Regions from separate parts of the Mus musculus genome. Here region 1 is linked to region 2. A link is a contact called in public HiCAR-type data. All regions are on one chromosome and are shown on one strand. The core of a region is the stretch at or near the end of the contact, and the rest is flanking DNA. Distances in the headings are between cores, read along the strand shown.

What was found. HiCAR-type assays count read pairs that join an accessible place to other places.
Region 1: a contact with region 2 is called in a HiCAR-type map of astrocytes, with 5 times the contacts expected there. The contact joins the promoter of Ttpa here to the promoter of Usp45 in region 2. A contact is called at or near these places in 3 of 39 promoter capture datasets (hippocampal neurons, neural stem cells and second pharyngeal arch cranial neural crest) and 3 of 115 datasets of contacts at active chromatin or transcription factors (astrocytes, embryonic stem cells and stem cell-derived neural progenitor cells).

Annotation. Positions count from the first base shown.
Region 1 is chr4:20,006,887-20,009,616 of GRCm38.p6, forward strand. It overlaps Ttpa (tocopherol (alpha) transfer protein), which reads left to right and starts at 1,443. Exons shown (of 5, transcript NM_015767.4): 1 at 1,443-1,757. The coding sequence starts at 1,554.
Region 2 is chr4:21,775,016-21,777,715 of GRCm38.p6, forward strand. Usp45 (ubiquitin specific petidase 45) reads left to right here and starts at 1,255. Exons shown (of 18, transcript NM_152825.2): 1 at 1,255-1,302.

The DNA of each region.
Region 1 (2,730 bases), core at 193-2,692, 1.8 Mb before region 2:
AGAGTCAAATGTGGACATGAACCTGAGCGAGGGTGGGGGTGGGGCAGGTGCAGCAGCCTAGAGAGGAAAAGGCTAATAAATAAAGAGGGTGGGGGTGGGGCAGGAGCAGCAGTCTAGAGAGGAAAAGGCTAAAAACTAAAGAGGGAAGGTAACAAACCGGCTGGATTATATAGGGATGAGCTTCTCTGGAAGGACGGCCCACACCCTGGGCTGGAGGGCTGGCAGGGAGACGGTGGGGTGGAGCATACCTGCCATGCCCTCTAACAAGTAGGGACTGAGAGATGCTGGGACAACCTAGGGGACAGCTCCACTTTGATGTATTAAAAGGCACCTAGCTACTTGTCCCAGGGTTTGAGACTTAACAGTTTTCAGATTGGATCCTGGTTATTTAATACTGTTCCCTCTCCTTCCTCAGTATAGAATTCAAAGCTCTCAGCCCGGTAACCAAGCACCCCAGCCAGCTCTCTTTGTGATTCAGGGGTTCACACCACAACACAGCCGCTTGGCCTTGTTCCCTGGTGTTTGCTTAATGTTCTCCTACACCATGGAGGAGATTTACCTCTGCTCCTTTTACTTCCAGCCCACACAAAAATGAAAAACGTCTCCAAGGCAAGAGTTCTGTTTTGAGGATATCCTCAATAATCGGAACATGGTCTCTACCCAAGAGCCACTCCATCAGACATTCTTGCTCTGAGTTCCTTTAAGGCCTCTTTCACTCGCAAAATCAGTGTTTTGTGAACATGCACTGCATATTAAGAGGAGTTAGTTTTGTGGACTTTCTTCTGTTCAGGTGGCAGTTCAAGTGTAGGATAATTTTAATGGAAATGAAGGAAAAAATACTTCCGTGTGTTCATTCAGATTTCGCGGTCATCTCTGTGTATTCTTCAGCAGACATCCTTCAGGTTCCTTAAGTAAGGGTTTTGATTGAGAGACTGGTGGCATCTAAACACATACATCGTTAGTGTTTAAAATGTGACCTCCCCCACCCGCTCTCCTTTCTCTAGTAGAGCCAGATGCCAAGATCTGGAAAGCATTTTCCTGGAGAGAAGCAAGGAGGAGGAGGAGACTGCCAAAGGTGGCTTCCTTGAGTTACATTTTGGAAACTAGTTAGAATGCCAGAGATGGCCTGAGCTCAGCCTTAAGGAAGGGGTCAGGAGGAGGGTTCCTGAGTGTCTGCTACCCAAGCTAATTAAAGAGCCGTTTACAGTGTTCCCTGATTCCAAAACGGACAGAGGGGGAAGGGCAACGAGGAAAGGGTGAGAAAAGTCTCTGGCAGCCTGATTATAAACATCCCAAGTAACTTTTCGACTTCCCGTTCTTTAGGTTCAACACTAGTGACTTTCCTTCCCTGGGACTGGCTGCGGTTACCCTGGTGAGCACCGGAGGGCACCACGTGGGCTTCTTTAAGAGGGCGCCGTGACCCTTGCACCGGCGGGGCACGGGAGATCGGGGCGGCCCGGGTGAGTGTGCGTGGGGCGGCGGCCACGGCGGGGGGCGGAGGGTGGCTCTGGGCCCGCACTTTTCCCCCCTGTCGCCGGGACAGCACGGCGGGCATGGCAGAGATGCGGCCGGGGCCATTGGTTGGGAAACAGCTCAACGAGCTGCCCGACCACTCGCCGCTGCTCCAGCCCGGCCTGGCGGAGCTCAGGCGCCGGGTGCAGGAGGCAGGCGTCCCGCAGACCCCGCAGCCTCTCACAGACGCTTTCCTGCTGCGCTTCCTGCGCGCCCGGGATTTCGATCTGGATCTGGCCTGGCGCGTAAGTGTGCACCGGGGGCGGGCAGAGCTCGGCGACGGCGGAATCCACGCGCGCCGAGCGTGGCAGTGTGACTGCAGGCGCGCCCAGAACCCCGATTTCGCCCCCGCCGATGTTTTGGTCCCCGCCGCCGCGGAGGACATCCCGTGGACTACTAGGGTCCTTGGGAATTAAACAAAGTGGAGATCCCTGACCCCCGGGGTGCTCAGCTGTGTTAACTGAATAGATAACTAGGTGTGGACAGAGGACGACGAAATGGACATCTAAAGGCATCTTGAAAAAGACTATGTTAATAGAGCTAAATGCACAGTTTGGCATGTTTGAAACCCAGGGCAGTACAGATGATTTCTTTTATGTTTCAGGTATTCACAACACACTGGCCTTGGGGCCAAGAGAGATGGGGCCTTGGGGTCAGGGAGATGCGACCTTGACTTTGTCCCTCTTGGGGTCAGCACCCTTATCTGTTCAGTAACTGTGAGGACATGACAGTAGTTTCGAGAATTGCACATTAACCTGGAATGCTAGAACAAGATGTGCCAAACCCTGTGCTTGGCACGGAGAAAGTAGTCAGTGATCAGCAGGCTGCGGATTTCCAACATGCCCTGGGTTTATGAAACTAATTTTATTGGATAAGCACCAAGTATGGCAAAAAACACCACAAACAATACAAAACAGGAAAAACTTCAAAGGAATTTCCTAAAAGAAAAGAATTTCCCAACACAAACTCTAGTTAGACCTTGAGGACCCAGAAGTATGGCATTACCTGTTACTTCAAGCCTGTGTAACAATGCTCACGCAAACAGGCGCTTGTGAGTTTATTTTTTCCTTTGGCTTTTCTCAACTGCATGCTGTTATAGAATCAGGTCATGTGAACATGTGCTCACACCTACTACTCTTTTGGGGATATCTAGTCAGTTTTTTGTTTGTGGCTGTAGAGATTGTTACTGGGCGGGTGCTGTTAGGCCCTATGCTGATC
Region 2 (2,700 bases), core at 5-2,504:
GTATAGGGAACTTTCCGGATAGCATTTGAAATTTGAAATATATATAAAGAAAAGATCTAATAAAAAAAAAAAGAAAGAAAAACCAGAAAAAAACAAAAAACAAAAACCTGACACAATTTAGGATGCAAATTTTTGCATCTTTTACATAGTCTATTTCAAATTCAATACTAACATATGAAACTTGATATTTATACAGACAAATTTGAAATTTGTATATAGACTTTGGAATTATATCATAACCCAAACTGTTCTTACAGATGCAGCATTTCTTTTTTTCCCTGGAAGAAAATGACCTTCTAAAAGACAATTATGTACCCCATACCTAGTATCTTGACCAGCATGCTTGTATTCCACTGCATTTGTCTAATGAATGGTTCCTATAAACAACATAAAGGAAGAGTTCTCTCCTTTGCCAAGTTTCCCCATGGAAATGAATTAGATTTTTAAGTTAAAAAAAAAAAAAAAAGTGGAAACAACAAACCACAACAACAAACCCAGTCAGCTTTTGGTTCTTAACTGAACTCTTTTAAACTCCAACCCCAGCACACGATCCATTAGGTCACAACTTGTCCCTTGTGAAAGACTGTGGCTCATCAACTAGTGCTTGCAAGAAATTATTTTTTGTTTTTTAAATTTTTTTATTTTTTGTAACAGGAAGAGGGTATCGGATCCCATTACAGATGGTTCTGAGACACCATGTGGTTGCTGGGAATTGAACTGAGGATCTCAGGATGAGTAGTCAGTGTTCTTAACCACTGAGTCATCTCTCCAGCCCCACAACAAAATTTCAAACCAACTGTTTTTACTCAAAAGCAAGGTGTACATTGTTGTAACAGATGATCGGATTGAGCAGAATTACAGGTGTGATGTACAATCTAGTTCAGAAGTGAGAACCACGTGAAATAAAACGTTAAAATCATATAGAGTGAATCTCAGATGCGACTTTAGGTTCCGAGTTGGGTGATGGAACAAGGGAAGCTGTCTTAAAAGGCACCCAGCAAGTGGGACGCAGCTCACTAAAGCCAGCGCCTGCATCCAGGCCCCGTGGCTGGCACTGTAATCAGTTGGCTGCAGGGCGCCATCCCCTCATCCCATCTACACTCCTCCACCATGCTCCAACCTCCAAGCCGCCAAAGGAAAACCCAGATCTGGGTCTGGACTCAAAGTCCCGCCTTCGGCCCACCCAGAACACCAGACCCCGCCCTCGCCCCCGCCCAGGACGCCAAGCCCCGCCTTCTCCGGGTTCCCCTCTGCACAGGCGCAGAAGCTCCTGCGTGTGGAAGCTGCGGCCCGGCGGGCGGGGTGAGTTGGGGCCCAGGCTTTGGGGTCACTGTAACCACTGTGTCTTCGCTTGGGCGACGAGACCTTCCTGTACGTCAACCAGCCTAGAAAGAGAGGTTTCCTAGCCTACCCTCGCGTCCAGATTCACAAAGGCACCAGGCGGCCTCCCGGGCCGAGTGCTGGCGGCAGGGGGGAAGAGCCGGGGTCGGGGAGGGAGCCAGGCCGAGTCTCGTCTTTTTGGTGACCCGGGCATGCAGCGTCCGCTTGTCCCCTCGGGGTCTCCCCTCGCAGCACATCCCGCTCTGCTAACTTGGGGTGCATTCATGGCCTGACGAAGAGCCTAGACACAGCTTTTTGGCGACGCCAAATATTAGGTTAGGGGTCGATCCTATACCTGAGCCCACGTCCGGCTCCCGGACTTCTGCAAGTCACTTTACCTCTATCCAGTTCCAAGTGTAAATTAAGGATGATGATAGTGACGTATCTCAAAGTGCTTGTAAGAGGTTCATAGAATTGAGTGTTTTGAGCCCGGGTATCTAAAAGGAAGATGTTTGCATTTCCTCTTCTCACGCTGGAGAATAGCAGCCCAAAACTTAAAAAAAAATCAAAACAAAAACCAATTTGACAAGGGAAGCTTGTAGCCAGTTGAAAAGTGTGATATTAATTGCGTTAGCCGTACATCCTTTGTTAGAGGTAACGCAAGTGCTAGATAATATTTAAATTAAAAGCTGAAGTTGACGTCTCAGCAGGTCGCCAAACCTGATGGTTCAATCTCCTGGACCCACGAGGTGAAAGAGAGAAGCTACTCTGACCTCACTAATGCAAATCGAAACACTAAACACGTGCACAGCCATACATATAAAATACATCAATAGATTTATGTTTTAAAAGAAAGCTGTAACGTTTGATGTTTGCAAAACCTCAAAAAAAAAAAAAAAAAAGAAAGAAAGAAAAAGCCAGAACATGTTTGTGGTGAAGTCAGGCCTGAAACTTCTGTCCTTTGATGGCTCTGCCTGCAACATTGGCCCTTGTTTGGCATCTTAAAACTTGGAGTTTGGGCATGTTCTGATGTAGTAGTAATTGTTCTATACTCAGCATTATGTTTCATGCCAAAATGACCAGTTACCATACAGTTTCTGTGCTCCAAGTCTCTAATGGGTTCCCCTGAACCCAGATTCATGTTGCTGCTTAGTCCTTGTCTTACCCACCTGAAGAGAGAGACTTTATGGAAGTTATGGGCAAAGTACCCTTTTCCAGTCTAGTCGGGTTGAGTGTTCATAGAATGTACCATGAAATATACAACCATGTGCTGAATCCTGTGAGTCAGTCCTCTTGACTCCTCAGTGCCAGGAGAGACTTGGAGGTTTCCAGACACAATTTTGATAATGGAAAGCCTTTGAAAGTCCAGTAGTTGGATTT